Linked DNA regions of Sus scrofa: region 1 is linked to region 2. Evidence: chromatin contacts called from public Hi-C data. All regions are on one chromosome and are shown on one strand. Each heading gives the region's core, a stretch centred on a gene start, on an enhancer-like site or on the middle of the called end of the contact. The rest is flanking DNA. Distances are from core to core; before and after follow the strand shown. Region 1 has its middle 25 kb from the start of SIPA1L2. Region 2 overlaps MAP10 (microtubule-associated protein 10).

The links. A called contact is a pair of places that touch in the nucleus more often than the background predicts.
Region 1: a Hi-C map of fibroblasts shows a contact between it and region 2, with 2.5 times the contacts expected there. The contact joins two enhancer-like sites. A contact is called at or near these places in 3 of 47 Hi-C or Micro-C datasets (adipocytes, embryonic fibroblasts and fibroblasts).

Annotation. Positions count from the first base shown.
Region 1 is chr14:58,089,430-58,094,618 of Sscrofa11.1, reverse strand. No RefSeq gene overlaps it. Among named protein-coding and RNA genes, the nearest start is that of SIPA1L2, 25 kb to the left of the region's middle. Within about 2 kb of position 3,353, at least 4 of the 83 cell types and tissues checked have an H3K27ac peak or open chromatin away from gene starts, as enhancers often do. A contact at or near this core is called in embryonic fibroblasts, where this site is marked.
Region 2 is chr14:57,969,275-57,974,953 of Sscrofa11.1, reverse strand. It overlaps MAP10 (microtubule-associated protein 10), which reads left to right. Exons shown (of 2, transcript XM_005670971.3): 1 at 1-4,336; 2 at 4,339-5,679. The coding sequence starts at 2,632. The coding sequence ends at 5,324. Among named protein-coding and RNA genes, the nearest start is that of MAP10, 6.5 kb to the left of the region's middle. Within about 2 kb of position 2,888, at least 70 of the 83 cell types and tissues checked have an H3K27ac peak or open chromatin away from gene starts, as enhancers often do. A contact at or near this core is called in embryonic fibroblasts, where this site is marked.

The DNA.
Region 1 (5,189 bases), core at 2,104-4,603, 120 kb before region 2:
TGCTTCAACGTATGACCTTCCGTTTGAATATTTTTCAAAGTTCTTAAGGAATTCTCTATTTCTAAATTTGCTTGCAAACCCACGAGTTTGCAAGCTCTGTCCTACCTCAGGTCAGTGTTTTTCCCTGCCTCCCACGGAGATTCTTACACTGTCTTCAGGGCCTCGTAATTTAGGGAGGGTTTCTAAGCCTAGAGGAGTTAATTGTGGAGAACAGAGGCTGCTGGCTTACCGTGTTACAGTTACTTTACCTCCAGTTAGTTAAGGAAGACCATCCCCCTCACACTCTCTCTTAAAGGACAGTAATTATCCTTCCACATAAGGATACAGAGCACGTGAAACCAAAAGACAGCATAAACCTTTCTGAAAACAGCCCCCGATAACGGTAGAATCTTAGCTATCCTTTTCTGCCTCGGTTTCTTTTCTATAACTAGGAGAATTCTAGTAGCTGCTTCCCTGAGAAGCACTGCTAAAGATGACAAGTTGATTTTAGTTGAATCGTTGAAGCCTTCCCACTTGGTGTGTACTAAATATTATTGGCACTAATGAGCTACATAACATAGCCTCTGCAATACTTCTGTTTTACTTATGAACGTATTTCTTGTTATACTTTATTTTGTGTTTTTTTTTTTTTAAGCCTTTCTTCTTAGAGCTCAGGCTAATATAATTACTCTAACTCAGACATCAAATGGCATAATGTCAGAACTGCTACCAACAGAAACTCAAACACTATTAGAGATTTTCCAGCTAAGAGTTAACACAGACATCTTTTATGATTAGAAAATGTCTGCGTGTTTTATGTTTATATGTTATCCTTATTATGCTAATTTCACCTCATTCCTAATTCTATGTTCTTTTAATTTGATACCTAAGGCTTTCCGGCACTTCCTTTTCTTAATAGCACTGAGCTCAGTGCCACCTGAATAAAAGCCCAATGCCCAGTGAGAACACAGCATGATTTGTTGAATGAAGAAAAGGTGAATGAATGAAAAGAAAATTTACAATGATACAGAAATGCAGACCAGAGCCTAGGTGTCCGTGTGTAATTTTTGTCTTATGAATTCTAACATCACGTCACGTGAAGTATACTTTTTAAGTTCCGTTTGATAAGAATTTAGCAAATGACAATCAGCTACCAAAGCTTACATGGTTGATGAAGGAGTCAGATCTAGCACATGGAAATATTTTAAACAAAAAAATCAGAAAGCACTAGCGCATTCTTAAAGTTAAAATGCTCCTTTTAGGCTCTTTGCCTTTTGCAGTTAAAGAAATTGAGACCCTGAGAAATGACATGATTTGCCCAGGGGCACACAGTTAGGCAAGGTCGTGGAGCCCAGCCACTTGACTTCCCTGGCAATCTTTCACCCAGAAGGTTTCTCTCCACCCCCAGCCCATCTGCTGACTCTGGGCATGGCATCTGTATTAGATCCAGCTTCTCAGAGCATATCAACTGTGAGCCAATTGGATGCAAGTACAAAGAGAAGAAAACGCTCTTTTTCCAGGCAGCTGGAAAGTTTCACTTGGAATTTATTTTTAGAATTTTGCGTGTGCTCAGGAGCAACCATGGCAACAAAGGCACCTGGGAGAACCTTCAGGCGACACTGGAGGGAAGGCTGCTTTATCTCTATGGGGAAGTGCAGGCAGGCTGGATGCCTCCCTGTCACCAGGAAGGCCATCACCAGGGAAGAATAAATTCAGAATCAGCAGGACTCACCTCCACTTGGGCTCTCAATGATTGACGAGCTCATCCTTGTCACACTGTCTTCCCCTCCCTTCCTTTCCTCCTCCCCATAACTCCAACACAACATGTACATAAACCAAGCAGGTCTCCTCTGACCTGGAGGTCTGATCGTGTGTGCTGTTAAGTTCAGCCCTTCATGAAACATCTACACACACAGCCCTAGAGAGGAAGTGCCCCTTAGGCTCCCGTTGGAGGAATGGCTTCTTCACCTCAGCAAGGACCAAATAGAAGCTCCCTCCTAGAGTTCCTTTAGCTCAGCAGGTTGAGTGTCCATGATGATGCAGGTTCAATCCCTGGTCTTGCTCAATGGGTTAAGGATCCGGTCTTGCCACGAGCTGCAGTATAGGTTGAGGATGTGGCTTGGATCTGGTGTGGCTGTGGCTATGGCTGTGGTGTAGGCCGGCAGCTGCAGCTCCGACTCAACCCATAGCCTGGGAATTTCACTATGCCATAGATGTGGCCTTAAAGTGATAAAAGAAGAAGAAGCCCCCTCCTTTCCCTCAAACAACAGGTGAAAGGATGACCACTGTATGAGGCCGCACCTCCCTCACACTGACTTCACGTGTGGCCCTTTGCCCATGTCAACCTCTTCCATTTACTCTTGGGAAGGGACAGAGCTGATTCAGAAAACTCTCCAGTTCCTGCATTTCTCTCTCTGGGTCTCCAATCCTGATGGACACTGCCAGTGACGGAGGCCAGGTCACAGTTTGTATTTTCGGGATGTCTCTAGGCTTCCCACCTTCACAGGTAAGGCCACACCCATGTCTTCCTTCCCCAACATCTGGTGAAAATGCCAGCTGGGCACAGCCCTACCTTGAATGAGTCCAAGTGTTCAGCAGTGAGCATAAGGTTGGTCCAAGGACAATACGACACACTTCAGCTCAGTCTTGCTCACTGGGTATGTCTCTGCTTGGGTGCGTTTCCATGATGACTTTAGAAAAGCTTGAGTGTTTCTAATTAAACGTGGTACCTTCCCAAAGAATAGACAGATGTGCTGCATTGACTTTGGATCTCATCGTCATCTGGAAACATGACAGGGACCGCGAAAAAATGTTCTCCAGGGGCGTAGCTTCTATCGTTTTAAACACATTTCAATAGAATCTGAAGTTTCACAGTGAGATCACCACACTGGGTTAGGCCCACACACAGACCTCTCATTCAATCACATTCAAGATCCAGGCGGTGTCGTTCGCAAGGAGGTATTTAATAAATAATAAATAAAGCAGGAAAAGAAACCCATCATTATGGTCACATGGCTGGAAAGACCGCTATTGATCTTCACTTCCCCACAAAACCACATAAATATGTAATGGTGGTATTGAGCCAGCTGCCTCCAGGCCAATGAACTATGGCATCACTCAAGAGACAGGCATGTTATTATGGAATGAAATCCTAAAGATAAAGTAAGAAGATAGCCTCTTATCTGATCTCAAACTGAGGATGATTGGAGGAAGGTATTCAATTTATTACTTTTCCGTTCCTAACAAATTCTGTGAGGCATCGTAGATTCTCAGAATTGGAAAACATCCAAGAAAGCAAAGTCATCCTTGGTTGGCTTTTTTCCTCCATAAACTCCCAGCCACAATGTATCATACTGGAATGAGTCAGTTGCCAATTTTAAGTTCCTAGGCAACTCTGTGCTTAACAAGGGGCCAGACCCAGATCCAGCATAGAGGATGGTCCTGGGAGAAAAGAGGGCAAAAAACTGCTCAGAACCTAGGAGCTGGGGTCCGTTTCTGTGGGCATTCACTCCCCAGAATTAATTGTCAGTGTTCCAGGAATCACCACCCACCTTCCCACCCCACTGTCCTCAGAATACCAAAATCCAAGGATGCTCAAGTTCCTAATATAAAATGGCATAAGGGAGAGGGGGAGGGAGTGGGATGGATGGGGAGTTTGGGGTGCATAGATGCAAACTGTTACATGCAGAAAGGATAAGCAAAGAGACCCTGTTGTACAGCACAGGGAACTATTTCCTATCTCTTGGGGTAGACCATGATGGAAGATAGCATGAGAACAAGAATGTATATATGTATGATTGGGTCACTTTTCTGTATGGCAGAGATTGACACAACATTGTAAATCAACTATACTTTAATAAAAAATTTTTGAATAATAAAACGGCATAGAATTTGCGCATAATCCACGCACATCCTTTAAATCATCTCTGGATTACTTATACTACCTAATATGATGACAAGGCTGTGAAAATAGTTGCCAGCAAATGACAGATTTGAGGGTTGCCTTTTGGAACTTCCTAGATTTTCTTCCTTCCCTTGCATTTTCCGTCCAGATTTGGTTGAATTCCCAGATGTGGAATGCGCAGGTAGGGTAAGGAGGGCTGACTCTATTAACATTCACAGTGGCTATATTCCAGGCACAGATGAGGGCACTACACAGCCAGGCTAACAGCAAAGTAGAAGCATTCAGAGAGATTCTGTATCAGTAGGAATAAGGCAAGGTATGACTTTGAAAGAGGGGCCTATTTTTAATTTAGAATATTTGCAGTATATGTATCAGAAAGGAAAGCTATGCATGGAAAATAAATTCCCTTACACAATGGAGATTGGAAAACGGCCATCATATAATCTTCAGGCCAATGCCACAGCCACAGCAACACCAGATCCGAGCCGCATCTGTGAACTCCCCGCAGCATGCGGCAAGGCCAAATCCCTAACCCACTGAGCAAGGCTAGGGATCGAACTTGCATCTTCATGGGGACTAGTCGGGTTCTTAATCCCCTGAGCCACAATGGGCATTCTGTCATCCTGTAATCTCTAGACTGCATTTCAAGTTGTGTGTCTCTCTGCCAAAAATGAAAACCTCCTCTTAAACTGGTTTTCACCCCAAAGTATGTAATGGAAGACTTAGCATTCTACATAAATTAATTGTGGAGACAATTTTAAAATCTCTTTGAATATCCTCTGATCAATTCCAAGTAAGCAAATAGGACATGGCAATGTTTGCACAGCCATGTTATATGCAGGGCAAGACTTAGCATCTCTGTGCCCCAGAGTTAGGACAGAATCTGGATCATTAAGTTTTAGACAGGAAGAAAAATGCAAAAATTTAAAAAACCCCAAAGTACAAATTGAGGAGGTGATGACAGCCCTTAAGATTGTACAGGCAGTATGTGCCTCACCCCTGCGTGTCCTCCAAGAATAGAAAATATGATTGATCCAGGAAAGGATTGTGCTGGAGAACAAACAGACAAATGAAAGAGGCTATTCCCTAAAGCCCACATGCCACTCACATTTCCACTTAACCACACATGGCTACCCACTTGCCCCTGATACTCAATCCCTGCCTCAGAGAGAGAAATCAATGGGGCAAGTTCTTCCTTGAAATGCATCACAGTTTACTTTTTACTTATAAAAAGAGAACGAGACACATATATTTTCACATGGTTGTAGAGCTGGAGGCAATGAAAATGTGTGAGGAGTTCCCTGGT
Region 2 (5,679 bases), core at 1,639-4,138:
CTAATTCAGGCCACCCCACAATGGCCTCCCGGGGCCCTCACAGTAAAATTCAAACTGGTTAACATTGTACAGCAGACTTCTTTCTCAAAGTATTAGTGTGAATCAACTCATAATGGCCTCTGGTCTAGCCCTGCGTTTACCTGTGACAAACAGCTGTCTGCTGTCTACCATGAAAGATAAAGTACACAACACAGGAACTTTTGAAGATTGAAAACAATAAGTCCATAGCAGATAAACTACTTATTCTAACTCATAGCTAAGTGCTTTAAAAAACTCAGCTAATGGAGTTCCTGTTGTGGCTCAGCGGTTAATGAATCTGACTAGGAACCATGAAGTTTCGGGTTTGATCCCTGGCCTCGCTCAGTGGGTTAAGGATCTGGCGTTGCCGTGAGCTGTGGTGTAGGTCGCAGCCATGGCTTGGATCCTGAGTTGCTGTGGGGTAGGCGGGTGGCTACAGCTCCAATTAAGACCCCTCGCCTGGGGGCCTCCATATGCCTCAGGTGCAGCCCTAAAAAGACAAAAAAAAAAAAAAAGACAAAACAAAAAAAAAAAACACAAAACCAAAACTCAGCTACAAAAACCTGCCATATGGAAAATAATAAATAAAATAACATTTATTTTAACGAGCATTTACTATGTGCCAGGCATTGTTCTAAGAATTTTGTGAATATTAATTCACTTCATAGTTTTATTTATGAGAGAGACACTAAAACTACCTTATTTTGGGGGCAAGGAAAATGATTCACACATTGTTAAGAAACTGGTACTTGGTCACAGAGCCAGGATTTGAGCCAGGTAGTTTGCCTATAGAACCCAGGCTCTCGGCCAGTGCGCTATGCTATTTTTCCATGTTTGATCTATGAACACTGGAAATTTCTGACTGTCACAGGTCAAGTGGTACTCGTTACATTTAACATTATTTACGATTGTAAAATTTTGTTCATATATTATAGAACCAGTGGTGTAGAGAATTTATCATCCCTGAAGAAACTATATATTATAGGAGTAATGTCCTTATAGGAGAGGCACATTGATTTCCCTGTCCATGCAAGTACTAACATCCCACACTGTTAACCTTACTCAAAAGACTTCCTGCAGAGTGTCTTCCATGATGAATTTTATCTGCTGTGTTTGTCTGGCACACATGGACTCAACACCTCATCGCTTTTCACTTGTGAACATGTGCTTTACTGCTCTGTGTCACTGCAGGATGTCTTCCATGAGGAATTTTATCTACTCTGTTTGGCACACATGGACCCAAACCTTCACTGTTTTTTAGTTGCAAACATGTGTTTTATTCCTCTATGTCATCCATCTCTTCAGTATGTCACTTGATATATGCTTTCTTGCAAGTAGGCAGTAAGATTCTGAAGGAGGAGCACTATCTTCTATTTATTCTGCAATGAAATTTCCTTCACAACTTCACACTTAAGCACCACATCCCAACAATCCTGAATTTTTCCGGGGGAGGGTAGGGGAGCGTCACATGCTCTTTTGAGCTTCAATGCAGTATAACAATGATAAATTATAAAGCTGTCTAAAGTCGGACATATCACATAATGTCTAGCAGGCATCTCAAACTTTACATATGCCCTAAACCCAAAGTAACTTTTAAAAATCAAATCTGTGCCAACTCAATTTTTTTCTCCCTCAGTAGCAGAAAATTTTCACCCATAAACTTCTCTCCCATGGTCACCAAATTCTAAACTCTGCTATTACAAAGGCCTCTTGTGACTGTCACTTCTATTTCAACTCCACTGACCCTAACCACATTCAGCCACAATGATCTCTCACTCAGACCATGGCAATAGCCTTCTAAAAAGAATGCTCTGAATTCAATGTCTTATTAGTTGAATCCAACCTTTGTGCTGCTACGTTTCCAAACATCAATATAATCACAGGTATTCACTGAAAACAACTTATAAAGAAGTCCTAATTCCTTGCTATGGCATTCACTACTTTCCATCTATCAGACTTGTTTCCACCTGGCTGGCTAGCTTACTGAGGTTAGAACTATGTCTCCTTGAAAATCTGGGACAGTGCAGTGAGACTCTCCCACCCGTGTTTGTGTAGAGAAACTAGTTTTGTTGAACTGGAATTATTAACATAACTCTTATACCACGACAGCTCAGCTGGAAATGTGGCCACACTGTGTGTGTCCCTCTACTACCACACTCAGAGAGGCTCCTGGGCCGCTTCAGAGCACTGTCATCACCTTCTGGGTAGAGCAGCAGCAGAGAAGGCCGACTGTGGGCAGTCAACTGGCTTTCCTTACTCGGGAGTTTGGAAAGGGAGCCCTGATTTACTTTCACTATTCCTCTGACAGATTTGACCTGCCTCCAAGATTGAGTGGGACTAGCAGTGATAAAATGTGATCGAAACCAAAAAATGACTTTCTTTTTTACTTTTGTCATTCTATGGCCTCAACATTATCCTAAGCATTGTGCTAACATAGCCTAGAAAGCAAAACTATACCTTGAGCACGGCAAGTTCCCAGAGCAATCTCAGCTCTGACAAGCAGCGGCATCTTTTCAAGTTCGCGAGAGAACAAGAGAAACATCGGGTTCTTCCTGTTTCTCGCGAGAACTAAGCACCAGCTTGCAGCTTGCAGCATCTCCTGGGTCAACAGCAATGGCGGCCGAGTTGTCTGAGCGGTTGTTTTCGCTGGAACTGCTCGTCGATTGGGTACGCCTTGAACCCGGGCTGCTTCTGCAGCCCGTAGTCGCGCTGGAGGAGCAGGAGGAGAAAGAGGAGGCGGAGGCAGAAGAGGCATCGCAGCCGCGGCGCTCGCGCGGTCTGTGTCTCGCCGTGGCCTTCCGCCTGCTGGACTTCCCCACGCTGCTGGTTTACCCTCCCGGCGGCCCCGCCTCCCCCGCTCCCGAACCTCGACCGGGCCTGGTCAGCTTCGGTCGCGGCAAATCCTGTCTCTTCCGCCTGCACCCCGCCACCCTGCACCGCCTGCTTCTTCAGACGCCGCTTTACACCTTGCTGCTGCAGCTCCGCCCTGGGCGCCCGACTCCTGCCCCGCTGCTCCTGGGGGCCTGCAGCATCTCTCTGGCCGCTGCAGCCCGCAGGGTCCTGGGGCCCGCCGCCTCCGGCTGCTCCCAGGGTTATCGGGGAAGCTTCCCTCTGCATAACCAAGAGGGGGAGCGGATTGGGGACATTGCCCTGGGCTACCGTCTGACTGATCTGGGAAGCAGCTTGTTGGGTCATCTGGAGCAGCCAGTCACTTCCACGGGAGTCGGAGTGGCAGTAGAGGTCAGTTCCCAGACCTTGCAGGAGAAACAGCAGCCGAAGCAGCTGAACTCAGAGCCACACCCAGGAGATGCTGATAAGCCTCTGGTGGATGTGAACATCTCAACAGCACAGAAGGATTTGAAGGACCACAGTAAGGCCAAGTCTGGTAACACAGGTTCTGTGGAGAATGGCAAAACCAACTCTCTTATTTGTTCAAATGCTAGCAGTGAGAGGCGCGTTAGCCCCCCAGATCAGGAAGAGACAGAGTTGGACATGGAAACCAACATAATTTGCCCTCCTCCTCTGTATTACACTCATCTGACCCAAGAAAAGACACCTCCTAAACAGGGTAAAATTACTATTGAGTCTCAAATGAACGCATCTGAGGAACTGGATGGTACTTTTCCTGAAGAAAAACTTGTAAATCCCCCAGCACATACCAATCCTTCAGAACATACAAATTCTGCAACGCAGGAGAGGCCTCCTGGGCTTATAAATCTTCCACATGTTCAGGATACAGGAGCCAGTAACCAAACTACATACCCTCCTCAGAGTGAACAAAATAGAATTAATACTATAAGGCAGCTGCCTTTGTTAAATGCTTTGTTGGTTGAGTTGTCCCTGTTATACAGCCAACCCATGGCAAGCCCTTCTCATATACACCCTCACTTAGCCTGGTTATATAGAACTGAGGATAAGAGGTCGCCAGAATTTTCTGCCAAATCCACATGTAAATCCGAATCAAAGAAGGATGAGCTTTTTCGGGGGGAAAAGGAAAAGACAGTGAGTCTTCAGTATAGAAGGAGCCAAACTGAAAATCTCAAGAAAGGTAAACATTTTGAAAAGAAAGGTGGTGCCCTCCCAAAAAGAGTTCCAAAGGGAAAGCTACTTTATGGCTTAACAAATACACTTAAACTACGTTTAAAGCAAACAAACCCTGGTATGTTGGCAGTACACGAAAAGAGAGAACAGTATAGAAAAATGCAAGCCCAGATGTTAGATGCAAAACTCAGAATTCCATCATCCAAAGTTAAGGTATTCAGTTTTGCAGAACAACATCAACTGCCTAAAGATAAGAATGAATCAGATGCATTTTTTGCTGAAATAGTGATACCTCAAAGCAAATTAGTGTAGTTTTGGATCACTCCAGCACAACTCAAGAAACTCAGCTGAAATGTGCAACTGAAAAGACAGTTGATTGTGGTGAAAATAGAACCAGTGATGATTTATTGGAAGAAATTGTGGATTCTTCAAATTCGATTGTCTCAGAAAAATTTGTTCATGCAGACATTCTGAAAGGGGAAGTGAAAGTCCACAGTTTGGGTGTTTTCCAAGAGGTTGCACTTGTTGACAGAACTATAGTAGGTGAAGAGCTAGGTGATAAGCAGGTCAGAACCATTGATAATGACATTCCTACTGCTGATGCATATATGAGTGAAAAGAATCCAAGTAAAAGTAGTTGCTGTGAAAGCATCTCAGAGATGAAGTATTCAGATGACTTCACCAGCCCTTGCTGTTCTGAAGACAGCAACAGAATTTTACAAGCTCGTGATAACAGTCCAGGGACAGAAAATCCAAAGCATAGTCAACATACAAGTAAGTCGAGTGAAACAAGATTGTCCATGAGGAAAAATAGCAGTGAACAGAGTTCTATTCTTAGCCCACCTTTTTCAGCTGGATCACCATTACTCTCAAATAAAAGATTTCACTTTGCAAAGACTGAAGATAAAAGTTTGGAGGAAGCATCTCGTATCTCTACTAGTGATTTCTCTTCATCACTTTGGACTGAGGAAAAAGAAAACCAGACATTTATGCACAAAGTTATAAAAAGGGATCAAGGCAGCTCTACTGAACTTAAAACAAGAACTGGTTGCAAGTCCTCAGAAAAAAGCCAGTCACCTCGGACATCTCAAGTGAGTTCTTATCTGCCGTCTAATTTGTCAGAACTAGAACTTAATGTCCTGGATAGCAGTACATCACATCACTTTGAAGAAGACAGCGATGACATTGGTCCACTAAACATTTCCAAGCAATGCAAAGATATTTGTGAATTAGTAGTAAATAAACTTCCAGGATATACAGTGTAATCCTGTATGTGCTTTTAAATAACATTTAATTTTTTATAAACTGTGTGTACTGTTAGTGAAACAGTTTTTAATAGCTCTACATTATTTTTAGTACATAAATTTATGTGACTAATTCTTTTTCAGAATGTAAATGTTTGTCATTCCTTTGGTGGGTAAATAGGATTCTACCACTGAATCTGACAAAGATCATGTGATCACCTTATAACCTAGGTAAGTTGTTTTATAAGATAAAAGTATCTTCCTAAACTGTCTCTATTAAAGTATGCCAAAATATCAGTCATCCTAAAGCTGACTTCATGCACAGCATTGAGAAAAGGCTGGTTAATAAGGATAGCCTCACATTTTAATGGGAATA